Regions from separate parts of the Zea mays genome. Here region 1 is linked to region 2. Evidence: chromatin contacts called from public HiChIP or PLAC-seq data. All regions are on one chromosome and are shown on one strand. Each heading gives the region's core, a stretch centred on a gene start, on an enhancer-like site or on the middle of the called end of the contact. The rest is flanking DNA. Distances are from core to core; before and after follow the strand shown.

Region 1 (6,841 bases), core at 1,551-4,050, 140 kb before region 2:
CTTGATCATACGAAAGGATATGACTATACAACCACCATGACTGAACAAAGGAAAGCCTCCCAAATTGTGGAACAACGCAATGTTAAATGCAAGATGTACACCATTTTAAACTAACGAATGCGCTAGTGAATACTAGTGAGGCCACACTGATCAGGCCCGCAGTTGCTGAAACACTGAGAAAATATGTCCCAAACCAGCCACTACTGTTTTCAAGCTTTGTTGATCCTGTAAATTTAACAAACCTACCCTATATCTATTTATATGGCTTGTATATTGAATGAACTTTAACCAGACTATAGCTAATCACATGTGTGAAGGTGGTGGTTCGCGGTTAGCCGCCTATGTGTGGCTACTATATATATACTAGCACACCGTGGCGTACGTAGACACTGCGTGCAAAAATACAATGGACTTAGGCCATGTTTGTTTGAGATTATAATCTATGTAGATTATATAATCCAATATAAATAAGTTAGAGAGGAAACAAACAAGCAACTTATCTGATAAGATTATATAATCTAGCACTTGAGATTATGATAATCTTATAAGCTCATCAAAGGGTGCTTATTTTAGTTTATTTTTTATGAAAGACTCACTACCCATGGCAAGTTGATTAAAATTACTTCCAATTGCCATCCACCTGCCCATAAGTGTTCTCACCCACCAGACAAGTAAAACAGCTAAGGGTATTATTGTATTTGCATGCATATGAATAATAAGCCAAGTCTAAATAATCTGAGCTAACAAACAACAGCACCTAGCTTATTTAATCCAGAGCAAATAATCCAGATTATATAATCTAGATTATAATTTAGATTATATAATCTATAAGTTGAAACAAACAGGGCCTTAGATCTAGATGAAAGAAATATATGGTTATTATATGGAGTGATGAGTGGTTTACGGAATATTGGTCTACACATACAATCAGCCAGTGATTAAGCTGAAAAGAACTATTTGTATATGGTGGTGGAATCCTGCCGGATGCATGGATAGCAGACAGAGAGTCAGGGGTTAACACACAGACTGTTGGTTTCGGATTAAATCAGGTAAAGTAGTAGAAGCCGGTACGGATTAAAAATGAACAGACTGATTATTGTCATTATTATTGATTAACCTCATAATTAAATTGAATCATAAATTTAATCTCCCAAAACTCAATGAAACACTCGCTTAATTAGACACGTCCTTGATCCGACGGTTCAACCTACGGGCGATCGGGATATGCAAGCATTCCCTTCCCCTCCTGCCTCCGCTACGACGCCTGCAGCCCGATCCTAGTCCATGGCGTAGCAGCACTCCTTGAACGCCTCGAGGTTTTGCTGGAAGACGGGCACGAATGCGTCGACGCTGCCATCGCCGATGTAGGACGGCACGAGGAACAGCATCCCCTCCGTGGGGAAGTAGGACGGCATGAAGTAGGTCGGGCTGCCCGTGCCGAAGTCCAGCTCGTAGAACGGGAAGGTGAGCCAGCTGTCCACCTCCACGTTCGGGCACAGGACGTCCTTGCAGACGGCGCTGGGCGCCAGCCCCTCCCTCTCCGCGGCGCCGGACGTCGCGAAGTCGATGAACGACCTGAAGTAGCTGCCGTCGACGCTCGCCACCTCGTCGTGGATCACCTGCGCCGCGTGCTTCAGCGGCCGCCCCAGCAGGTCCGCCACCGTGGCGGTCGGGAACGCCCAGAGGACCAGGTTGCCGAAGTACTCGGCGGGGAGGCCGAGGCGGTGGCGCCCGTCCACGGACAGCCGGATCTGCGAGGTCTCGTCGGGGCTCAGCCCGCGGGCGCGCGTCATGGCGCGCCACAGGTGGGCCAGGACGGTCTCGAACCGGCTGAACGGGCGGCCGCGGCCTTCCGATGCCTTGGCGCGGAGCCGCGCGATGAAGTCCTTGGTGAAATGCGCCTTCTGGATCACGATGCTCTCCGCCGCCGCCGCGCCCTCGCGGCCGTGGCCGTGCTGCTTCTCGGTCTCGGCGGGCGACGGCAGGTACCACTCCCTGCTGCGGTGGTCGAAGTCGACGCGGGGCGAAGGGCGCGGCTTGAAGAGCCCCGCCTGGCGGGGCACGGGGGGCAGGCCCGTCGGGAGGCCCCTGGTGGCGCGCCCCCACGCCACGAGGAAGTTGCTGGTGGCGTGGCCGTCGGCCACGACGTGGTTGGACGTGAACCCGACGGCGAGTGAGCCGCACCGGAACCGGGTCAGCTGCAGGAGCACCACCTCCTGGAGCTCCTCCTCCTCCAGGTCCGGGTGCAGCCGGAGCAGCTCCGGGGTGGGCTTGGCGGGCGCCATGTCCACGAGGTCCGCGTCCACGGCCGCCTCCACGAGGCGCGCGCCGCGGTCGTTGAGCAGCACCGCGGGCGTGCCGTCTGGGGCCACGCCCAGCTGCCCCGCGAATGCGCGGTACTCGGCCAGCACCGCGGCCAGGCCGTTCTCGATGGCCGCCGTCGATGGGGCCGGCGGCGGGAAGGCGTAGATGATGGCCATCTGCATCTTGTACGTGACCACGTCGAAGATGGTCAGGGGGGTGTACTCATCCGCACTGACCGCCGGCGCTGGGCCCGCACCGGCATTGTAAGCGGGCTTGACGAGCTTGGAGCTCAGCACCTTAACCTCCATTGCTGTCGAAGCTGATGAAGGTAACGAATGCTAGCTGGTGCGGTCGTCCTTTCGCGGATCGACTTCAAGCTATTTGCAGCAAGAAAGATAAGCAAGGACTTGAGCTCGAGGTCTCGCGCGTACTGCGTGAGTCCTCCTTGTTGCTTTCCTTTTCCTTGCTTTGCTTTGGCGCCTTGGGGTGTACGTTCTGATGCACTCGTGCCGTGCGGTTTATATAGGAGTACGTACGAAGCGCGCGGGGGCTAAGAAATGGTTGGTGGGAGTGATTGGCTTCCTCGCGTAAACTTTGAACCGGCCGCCGCGCTTCTCCATCGTTATTAACTTTTGTGTTTGACTGTTCCAAGGATTCTAACAACCAACCGTGCTAGATGTAGAAGTCCTACTAGCTACAACGACTACTGCAAGTGCTAAGTGCTAACTAGATGCCGAGAACGGGCACACGACGAGTTTGACTGCATGGATGTATTGTCACTTACCCTTTCAGCACACTGCATGCATGCATCCATGTGGCATGTGCGTTCAACAGTTTTGAAGTCCCCGCGCTGAACAGTAAAAAGAGCTCTAGCGGACGGCATATTGGCATGTTCCTATATTTGGTTCTCATCATTTTTGTACTGCTATAACTTTTACATATATTCAGTTGCTAATGCTACATAGAACTTGTGTTGGCACCCTTTCGGGCCAAGCACTTACTATCTCTAGATCCCGTTCACGAGGAACGAGACCACCTTGAGGAACCTCTCTGTGAGGCGATGGACCATCCGCGGTAGGTCACCGGACCGTCCACGATGTGTGGGGAGAAAGCGATGAGCTCTTACAGAACCTGGATCTCGCCCTCGGGGAGGGATCCCATCAGGAGGAAAGATCATAGGGTTGTCTTGGGTCCGGATCATACGCTTCTAAACAACGTAGAGTTGAGGGGAGGTGAAGATTGAGGATGAGGATGACTACCTGCTACTCCTAAGGCAAGAATGTAAAGGCAGTGATAATAGATTGATTTGGCACATGCGTCGGCCTACATTATTCTTTTTTAGTATAAAAACATGATTTGCATGCCACATACTCGGGGTGCATAACCTCTCTAATGAACCCTGCAGCTACTAGCCGAGCCAACTCTGCTCGGATTGCTTCTCTCTTGCTAGGGGTCGACACAATTTCTGCCGAATCGGCTTCGCCTGAGGATAGAATTTCAACTTGTGCTCGGCTAGCTCCCTATAAACATGTCCCGGTTATCCTGCTGGAATCGAACAAGCGCGTTGTCACACCTGGTTTTAGAAGGTAAACCGAATGCGAACCATGTACGTGTCAGGATAAAAAAAAATTCACGTACACATCGATTACATAATTGGACATCATCATACATTGCTAAAAATAATAGCGGAAATAAGTGCTTTATTACATCACGATGTCCAAGATATCCACAGAGTCATTAAGTTAAACAATCATCAAAGCGTTAAACGAAACACAGTACGGTAAGGCCTTCACAGGCAGCTGATTGGGGGTTTGCCACTAATCTAATCTAGAAATCGTCGAAGTCCTGAAACTCCTGAAAGTCCATGTTGCCTTCATCTTCTCTTGAGCACTGGTTGCAATGGGGACAACCTGGGGTTTTGGTGTTTTACAGCAAGTGTGAGTACACATCAACGTACTCAGCAAATGTCTCATTTGGCTAAAGTGGACTAGCTATATGTCGGGTTAATCTTAAAGCAGTTGCTTTTAGTTGGTCAGGTATTTACCACTAGTAGAGAGCCAAGTTTTAGCATTAATCCCAAGTTATTAACCCAAAAGTACTCCCACCAAGAGAAAATATCATAATCCATAGTTATAATCATCATCATTCAACATCATCATAAGTGTATCCATAGTAACTCTAATCAAAGAAGCTCCCAAGGCTGCTCATAACTACCTAGATGATCCGGCAGGGTATCACTACGTAGCCTTTACAAAGATTCCACAGAGATCATAGTCGTCCGTTATGTTTCTCCAGTTTGATAAACACAGTACTTCTCCCCACAGGAAGGGTGACTAACAAAAGCAACACGAAAAGAACCTCGGCACTTAGCCTCGAAAGAGCAAGTACTGTGCTAGGACCCTATTGACGGCACGACAGCGAAGCCGACTACACCTCAAGTTCCTCTAATTTAATATCTGGTCTATAGACAATCAATATGCTCACTTTGATATGAAATTTATATTATTGGTATTTTTTGGAGTGTACTTCGCTCAACCATTAATTGCATTGCGAGTACGACCTTGCCCTTCCCAACCAATATCATGAAATGCAATTGTGTACCGTTGCAACGCACGGATATTATACTATTGCTACTTTATAGTTGACAACATCTTCATTTAAATTTATTTAGTGCTTCAAATAATCAATTTACTTTTGGTTTGTTATAATACATGGGAAGGAAAACGTAATATAGACACAAGTGATATAGTGGGGTAGTGGTAGAGAAGGTTGAGCGTGAGACAGCAGTTGCGAGTTTGAATCTCACCACCTGTCACAAAAACACGTGAATTCATTTCAAAAAATGGTGAAAATGATAGTACAATGTGTAAGGCAATAGGTTGTTCCGCTAATTAAAAAATGTTTTGTTGTTTTTTATATTTTTTGTGATTTCAAATTTGTCGAGTGCTTTTTTGTCGAGTGACAAAAAATACTCAACAAAGAACCATTTGTCGTTAAAATATTTGCCGAGTGTAACACTTGACAGAGCCTTTGCCAAATGTTTGGGACACTCGGCAAAGAATGACAGTCCAGTACTCCAGTCCGGTAGTGTTTGCCGAAGGTCACGTGTCACCGAGAGCTTGATGCTCGGCAAAGACTCCTTTGCCGAGCGTCGGTGTATGCCGAGTGTTTGGCGTTCGGCAAAGGGTGTATGTGCCGAGTGTCATTGTGCACCAAGAGTGACACGTGTTTTGTCGAGTGTCCGATAAATTGCACTCAACAAAGAGATTGATAATTATCAAAAAGACAGATTCCGGTAATGATAATTAATCATGAACTACATTTTTATGTACTGTACACCTATTTAGTTATACATTTTGATAATATTTTATGTAAACATTGGCATATTGACTTAATCCAAATCTAGTATTTCATCCTTTTTTTTTTGTAACGGAAGTAGTAGCTAGAATGATTCGTCTCGCAGGATTTCAGATAAAGCATGGCATGATGAGGTCGTGGAGTCCAACTTGACCACAGGAAGCTCAAAACTTAAAGTAACAGGAAATAGCTTTGCCAGGTGTTCCTGCCTCGCGGCCGCAAAAAAACAGCGATATCATTCGAAAACAAAAGCCGATACCGACCAGAAGTCGCGGTCGCAGCCACGAACCTTTTCCCACTTTCTTCGCATGAACAACTCTGTATGACATCCCACATCCAAATGCGATTTGCTATGTCAATATAATACGTAGTACGATATTGAGCGCGAAAACACTAGCTAGCTGTCGGCGTTGATCCGCCAAGAACCACAAATGTCAATCAAGACATAAAGCACGTTGACGAAGACATGTACTGACGATTTGCAAATCGACTATGTATTCATATAATGGGCTATGAGAATAATTTACTAAAGTAGGGATACATATGACCCGCTCCGTCGACTATGTTTTGTTTGGGACTATATTTGGAGGATAGGATCATAGGAATGCAAATGATGTCTTTATCGTATATTTGTCCACCAAAACTAGTCTATGAATAATTGTTTATATTTGCTTTATCATTTATATTGCACATTCATATATGTTTGAATAATAAAAAAATACATATCACACACATACTGTGTGTTGGACATATCATAAGTTAAAACCCTTAATTTGAGTTGTGGCAACTTTTGTCTGCACAAATCCGTATGCATGCACACGCGTGCACGCCATTTATTATTAGAGTGATGGACTAGATGATATCCATCGCCCTAACCAGTCCACCTAATTAAAATCCTGTCGAACCACATCTACGCTCCCACTACAAGAAACTGGTTAAAGAATGTGGGTAAAAAAATCATCGAACTTAATATAATAAACTCACAAACTTAAGTTAAGTTCGTCGATTTACCGACAAACATAGTCGTTTTTTCGAAAAACTTAATAGGTTAAGTTTGTGGGTGGGGCGACGAACTTGATAGGTGAAAGGGAAATTGTCGGGGACCATAATTAGGGGTATCCTCAAGGCTCCTAATTCTCAGCTGGTAACCCCATCAGCATAAAGCTGCAAAGGCCTGATG
Region 2 (7,587 bases), core at 3,828-6,327:
ATAATAGCCAACTCAATGATGCATAAGTTTGAGTATTGGTTGTACTAATAAATGAACCATTTACTTGAAACTATTCGGCAACACTGATTATGTAGTTTGAAATTAAACAATAGCCGAATAGCGGTAAGCAAATAATGTAAGCATGTTCATCCCATGAATAAATATGATCGAAGCAAACTATAGCAAGAATCACAAGTACCATCAACTAAAATACTTTGGCTTCATATAAGCTGTAGCATATTGCAACCATCCATATGCATAATAATTCAGTTGCACTCCTACATAATATAAAGACGCATATGGAGCAAAATGATGACATGAACGATAACCAAACATACCTTGGGACAACATATACGACACAACTGAAGAATATGGATGATGCAAAGACTAATAGCTTTGATGAGTTGGGGCAAACCTTTCACCCAAACGTCATGTACTTGCTTTCTTCCTTTTGTTTGTCTTCTATCCACCTCTTCCTAAAGCATCATCCTTACCTTGATCTTGAGAACTCCCATTAGGGACCCATGTCATGCCTCTCTTCTTCGACTTTTTGTGCACCGGGTTTTTTTTCTAGCCTCTTGTTGTGCCAAATTGATAATCTGAGTGGGCTTCTCGGTTGTGAATTAGTGTTGGACGATGATATGTCTTCCTTAACCTTTGGCACATTATGCTTTTTAAATTCAGATTTAGTACCAGGACTATTGCTAGCTGATTTTTCTATTGTTTGGGAACTACTAGCCGAAGTATCTAATACTTCACCCGGCTCTGTAACGCATGAATTCATATATGAATTTTTGGCTTTTCTATTATCCCTTCTCACTACATAAAATTGCTTGACCACTCTATTCTTATTTCGTGTTCTAGACCAATTCTTATCCATAAAACGGTCTTTGTTATATAATTGTTTCTCAAAATCAGAATTGCTATGAGCTGAATACTCGGTTATGTGGTCTAAAATATGAAGAATAAGTGTTTGAATTATACCAGCGCCAAGATGGATAAGGATTAAAGTACAAAGGAGCTGAACTGTATTGCATTGGCATTAGCGGCCTAAAAGGAGGATATGTTGCTGATGCAAGAAACCCTTCGCCTCGCTAATCTTGGTTTCTATATTTGCACTTCGGAGGTGATCTTGATGACTTCAAAGGCACTTTAGATGACTTAGCATTGCTAGTTTGATCAACACTCTTTGCCTTGATTTGCTTATGATATTTAGCCAGAAGTTGCTCAAAACTAACCATTGACCTTTTATCCTTTTGTTTATCACGACCTTCACCTCCAAAACTTTAAAATTTAGGCATACCTGGATTACCATGCCCCTCAGCGCCTCCGGTCTTATTAGCCTTTCTTTCGTTCGGAGCCTTCTGAGTAACCACTCCATGTGATAGATTTAGTGCGCAAGGGTCACCAATGATAATATTTTTTTCCTTTGCCTTTATCGGCCGAACATGCACGAACCAAGACTTTCTTGTCTACTGTTCCTAATGTGTCGACAGGGACATATTGTCTGTCAATCTTTATTTCTTAAAATCTCAACCGGCCCTCATTTATAGCCGATTGTATTTGTCGACGGAAGACATTACAATCATTGATATTATGAAAAAAGAACCATGCCATTTACAATATACGCACTTTTTTAATTCCTCTATCGGAGGAATTGTGTGCGGCAATTTAATGTTGACATTCTTAAGTAGCAATCATTACAATCATTGGTGTTTTGACTTAGAAGTAAGAAAATAAATTTGTTTTGCGAAAACATATAAATGGTGGCAAAATGATCCAAATCATGATTAGTTATGACAGACGCATGATCACAGACGCCATATGAAAGATGCGGTAAAAGCCCTGCGTCTGTGTCTGTGATGTGTTTTTTTACATAGTGAAGTGCAGTTAGCAGAAAAATATGCTTGCTTGCGTGAGCCAATATATACGTGTGTCCTCAACCAGCGTGTGGACATGTGGTATGTGCGTGCGTGGTGTGGCACTGATGAGACTTGACCAAATTTCCATGCATAAACCCAAGCAAGGCCTATGTGGAATGAAGCAAAGTCGTCACCTGATACGTCGTAGTAGCAATGGCCAATGGATGATCCATTCCTCCTCCTAGCCAGGAAGGCTAGGCACATGACGTACAATTTATAAATTATATTGGTATTGCCCAAATTATATTGGTATTGTTACTAGAGAAAACGTGCAGATAACACAGCTGTAAAATGTCACCAGAACCTGTTGGACATGACGTACGGGTTTAGTTTGTTTTGTCCCCTTTGAGCTTTGACTACTGGAAGAAGGAAGTGTCCAGGAATGATCTGGGCCTGAGGGGAAACCTGGAAGGACATAAGTGTTGTATTTTGATCATTGAAAGTTGAAATTCTCAATCCGTCACCGGACTAGGAGTCGTCTAAGGTAGTCGTGAGTCTAAGGTAGTCGTGAAAGTCTGGGCCGTGTCTAATGAGCCGGTCCGAGCATGGCCCATGAAAAATAAAACAAAGCACGGCCCGACACGGCTAAATTAATTTCGGGCTAGCACGGCACGAGTCGCGGGCTGGTCTGTGCTCTAAATGTCAGTCTGTCGTGCTACAAGGCCCGGCACGTCGCTGTGGGCCGTGTTCGTGCCGGCCCGGCACGGAAACAGCACGGCGCAGTGGCGCACGCGATTAGGTTTCATCCGCCGGCCACCGCCATTCATTGGGATTTCGGATCTCGCTCCCTCGTCCGTCTCGGCCCTCTCAGCGGAGCACGCAGCATGGAGGTCGGAGGAGTCAGGAGTCGAGGAGAGCACACTGCACGCCCAGCCGCCCAGGCTTCCTGCACTCCGCAGCGTCCGCGGTCTGCCCATGGCGCGTGCACGGCGGTCCGCGGTCTGCGTCCACACCCAGCTGAGGAGAGCATGCGGGTCTGCGGTCTGCGCGAGCGCGACTGTGCCTCTGCGAGGAGACTAGAGAGCATGCGGGCATGCGGCCATGCGGGTCTGCGTCTCTGCTGCGGCTCTGCGTCCGCGTCCTGGCTTCCTGACTCTGCACTCCGCCGCGAGGTATGTGCCCGATGCGTCGCGTGCGTGCAGTGCCGTGCGTGGGCCAGCACGGTCCGACAGAAGCCCGTCATGCTTTAGGGCCGTGCTGGGCCTTATTTCAACCCATCTGGCCCAGTAAAGCACGATCCGACCCTATTTCGTGCTATCCTGGCCCGACTAACCTAGGTCCGAAGCACGGCGTGCTCGTGCCGTGCCGGCACGGCACAACCCAAGTTGCAGCTCTAGTCTAAGGGTCCATTTGGTAGGTCTCTGGTTTACCAAAAAACAGCTCTATCTCTAACTTTTTTCTAAAAACAGTTTTTTAGTAGTTGAAGCCATTTCGCAAATCGTTTGGTAGAAGCAGCTTATCCTAGAGCCAGAGTCATTCCCCATGTATTAAAACGGAAGAGTCAGACCAAAGTCAGTGAATCTACTATTTCTGGCTTCTTCTGCGTAGTACAAAAATGGTTTTGGCTTTAAGGTGTCTTTTGCAGTAAGTCGTTTTAAGAAATGATGTTTGGCAGGACTCTGCCTTTTTTCTATAGAAAAGCCAGAGTTGAAGCCCTACCAAACGAGCTCTAAGTTGGTGTCTTTGGAGGATGACGAAAACACGTAAAGCCCCTACCTAGCACCTCAACTGCCGGTGCTTCGAGTAAGCACCAACGAGTAAATTTGCGATGCACGTTCTAGGCCTGGATGGTGTGCGAGATGGACCCAAGAGTTATGCTGGTTCAAGTTGAATGTCCCTACCATAGTTTTCGTTGGTTTGTGCTATTGGCATCAGATTGCTCGTAGCAGAGGTTTACAAGCAAGCGAGAGAGGGAAAGGGCTTTCAAGTCACTTCTTGTGTCGTCTTGTTGTGTGTGTTCTGTCTCCCTCTTCTGGTTAAGGCTGACCCTTCCTTTTTTATAACCGAAGGAATGAGCCTCTTACAAGGAAAGTATGAAAAGGTAAAAAGAAGGGGCCTTCCGCCAACGAGATCCCACGATGCGCTGGTACTGTGAGTCGTACTTGTCGTTGCACTTGCCATTGTAATTGTCATCGTTCTTTTAGATCAGAATACTCAGTGTTGCTTATGCGAGAATGGGGCTTCATACCCTCGAGGGTACCTAAGTTTGAGAGGAAGGCACCCTAGAGTTGGTAGCATAGTGTGGCCTACAAGTTTCGGGATGGGCCGGCGCTATGGAAGTTTCGTTCGCACCCTCCAATTTCGTCGACCCTTGTACCTCATAGCTCGTTTGTCAGGGTTCCGTCTGTTTCTTGTACAATGATGGGTACTACAATCGTCTCAGATTCAAAGGAGCATGGGCTTGGTCGGAGAAAAAGGGTGGTCCCTACCTTTGTCACGTTGTGCCGACTAGGACAATAATGGAGGCAGGTATGGGGCGATCGTCCGGTCTTATGAGGCTCTGTCTAGCCTAGTCGACCCTCTCCTCCCGTCTTCACCTCGCCTGACCCTGGAGGTCAGGCCTTGGTCTGTCCCTCGGATGAGGCAGGGGGATTGGGTGACTTAGCCACGGTTCGTTAGGGTCGGCTTGGCTCCTACTGACTCGCGCGCCCGAGGCCTTAGGGTTTTCTACCCCTACACATATGAACCGGCCTAAACTAGCTTGGCTAACTAGCTAGTCGAGCCGACTTCGTTAGTCTAGTTGATATCTTCCTTCACTGTTTGTCACACTAAATATTTTTGATCATCCTTGTAATGTTAGAAATTTCTTAGCATGGCTCAATCCCCACGTTGGCGCGTTTTTTGTGTCAACAAAAACCAAAATTTATTATATGCTTCCTCGTATTTTCTTTAATATGCTAAGCATTTTTTTTTATCAGATTCACTTAACCAGTGGTTATAGAAAAAGAGGATTGAATTTTTCTCTAGCGGAGATGCTTTGAATCGACGCATCGAGCAAATTGCAAATGGACCGAATCGACCACCCTCTCCTCAGGTCAGCAGCTGCAAGCCTCTCCAGTCTCCACCTACCTCTACGGCTCTTCCTGTGTGGCTTTTTGGCCGCGCGGCAGGCCAGGGCGCCGCGTCCTATATGATGGTGCATGTGCATTGTTGCTGGCCCGCTGGGGTCGATTCTGACCGGTCAGCCGCACCCCGGCACCACACCGAACCACATCGCCCTCCCGCGGTGCCTCTCTCCGGCTTCCGGCCCACCTAACCCATTCCAGATTCCACCGATGAAACGTGAGCACCTCCCCCATGGCCAGCCGCGGGCACTCCTATATATGGCGCCAGACTCATGCCGAGCAACCCCGCACACACACCAAGAGACGCGTCTCACCAGACGACCTTCTCGCCTCAGGGCCTGCTTGGCATCACTTGCCAGGTCCGTTGGATCGGTCATCGTCTCGGTGAGTTCGTTGAGCAAAGACATGGAATGAACTGGCAAATAAAACACAAACTGTCTGAAATGCACGAGATATATTTTTTCTTATCTATCTATCCATCTATCTATCTATATCTATCTATCTACCAGACGCGAGTGATCGACCCTGCATAATGACACTACCAGACACGAAGGAAGCTGCAACATTTACATCGTCATCGTTTATTAATAATAACGTGCTCCTTTTTTCCCTTGTATATCTTGGTTTTCAGTCAACACGAGTTCTCCATCGAACAAGTTCGATCCCGCTGCTCATCTATCGCGCGCGTCGTCAATCGTCTCGTCATCACCATGGTTGGAAGCAGCCCCCTGCAGGCCGTGCTGGTGGCCCCCGGCGTCAAGGACAGGAAGGTGCTCGCGTTCAAGCGCGACGCGCTCAAGGACAAGGACGCCGTCTCCGGCCTCATCCACTCCATCCTCGCGTCCAGCCCGGCGCAGCGCAGCGCCTTCTACGTCTTCGACCTGGCCAAGGTCGTCGACCTCTTCAGGGCGTGGCGCCGGGCGCTGCCGGACGCGCGGCCCTGCTACGCCGTCAAGTGCAACCCGGACCCGGCGCTGCTCGGCGCGCTCGCCGCGCTCGGCGCGGGCTTCGACTGCGCCAGCCGCGCCGAGATCGAGGCCGTGCTCGCGCTCGGCGTCCGGCCCGGGGACATCGTCTACGCCAACCCCTGCAAGCCCGAGGCGCACCTCGAGTACGCCGCGGAGGTCGGCGTCAACCTCACCACCTACGACTCCGAGGAGGAGGTGGCCAAGGTCAGGCGCTGCCACCCCGGCTGCGAGCTCCTGCTCCGCCTCAAGGGCCCCGACGGCGGCGACGTCCGGGTCGACCTGGGGACCAAGTACGGCGCGCACCCCGACGAGGTCGTGCCGCTCCTGCGCGCCGCCCAGCGCGCGGGGGTCGGCGTGGCCGGCGTCTCCTTCCACGTCGGCAGCGGCGCGTCCAACCTCCACGTCTACCGCGGGGCCATCCAGGCCGCGCGCGCCGCGTTCGACGCGGCCGCTGCCCTGGGGATGCCGCCCATGCGCGTCCTCGACATCGGCGGCGGCTTCGTGTCCGGCCCCACTTTCGACGACGCCGCGGCCGTCATCAACGACGCCCTCGCGCACCACTTCGGCGACCTGCCGTGCGTCGAGGTGATCGCCGAGCCCGGCCGCTACTTCGCCGAGACCGCGTTCACGCTCGCCGCGCGCGTCATCGGGAAGCGCACGCGCGGAGAGGTGCGCGAGTACTGGATCGACGACGGCCTCTACGGCTCGCTCAACTGCATCATCATGGACCACTACGTGCCCACCCCGAGGCCGCTCGCCAGCCCGCGCCCCGGCGATAAAACCTACACTTCCACGGTCTTCGGCCCAACGTGCGACTCCCTCGACACGGTGCTCACCGGGTACCTTCTGCCAGAGATGAGCGTCGGCGACTGGCTCGTCTTCGACGACATGGGCGCCTACACTACCGGAGCCGGCTCCAACTTCAACGGCTACGCGACGTCAGATATAAAGATCTATGTAGCCTACTCCAGCTGAATGCGAACGTCTCCACGACGTCGGGCCTGGACTAATTGATATGTTCTTTTTTTATTTATTCTATAATCGACCCAACCCTGTATTATCTATCTTTCGATATAAAAATAAGGTGTTCTTTCAATGTATGTCGTTCTATATAGCACTGCTACAGAAATAGGATTTGAAGCCCTAGTATTTGTATCGTTTGAATTAGAAATTTAGAACTAATACTTACGTAAACATTAGTACTCGAGTATTAATATCGGCTGTTGCTTTGTTGCCTACTTGCCTTTAACAGTTTAACCCACTAGAAAAGGAGGCGCGCTTCGCGGCGCCCTACCTCCATTAGTCGAATACATTAACAAACTTTATTTAACGATTCAAAGTAGACAATAGTACGCGCCATAAAATAGACTGTACGCGCCATAAAATAGACTGGTTCGGTATGTCAAAGCTCTTCTAAAAAATCAGAGTTGGAATCAGCAGGAAGAAAGCCATGTAGCTGTTGGTCTGCGTTACAGAAATAAAAGAAGTGTTGGAATCAGCAGGAAGATCAAGCATATTTGCCACTGTTCAATACCACAAACTGTATAAAGGAAGCCATGTACTGCCTGTTCTATGAACATGTTCAGTGATTAGTTTCAGTAAGAAGTCCAGATCATTTGTCGCCAAAACTAA

Evidence for each region. HiChIP or PLAC-seq counts read pairs in DNA pulled down with a chosen protein or histone mark.
Region 1: a contact with region 2 is called in an H3K4me3 HiChIP or PLAC-seq map of leaf, with 4 times the contacts expected there. The contact joins the promoter of LOC103633102 here to the promoter of LOC103633099 in region 2. A contact is called at or near these places in 2 of 25 Hi-C or Micro-C datasets (ear and leaf) and 1 of 3 datasets of contacts at active chromatin or transcription factors (leaf).

Annotation. Positions count from the first base shown.
Region 1 is chr7:150,150,115-150,156,955 of Zm-B73-REFERENCE-NAM-5.0, reverse strand. LOC103633102 (putrescine hydroxycinnamoyltransferase 3) reads right to left here and starts at 2,800. Exons shown (of 1, transcript XM_008654781.2): 1 at 1,075-2,800. The coding sequence starts at 2,612. The coding sequence ends at 1,278.
Region 2 is chr7:150,016,101-150,023,687 of Zm-B73-REFERENCE-NAM-5.0, reverse strand. It overlaps LOC103633099 (ornithine decarboxylase), which reads left to right and starts at 5,077. Exons shown (of 2, transcript XM_008654778.3): 1 at 5,077-5,371; 2 at 5,619-7,149. The coding sequence starts at 5,220. The coding sequence ends at 6,930. It overlaps LOC103633098 (a long non-coding RNA gene), which reads right to left. Exons shown (of 9, transcript XR_002263685.2): 9 at 7,480-7,587.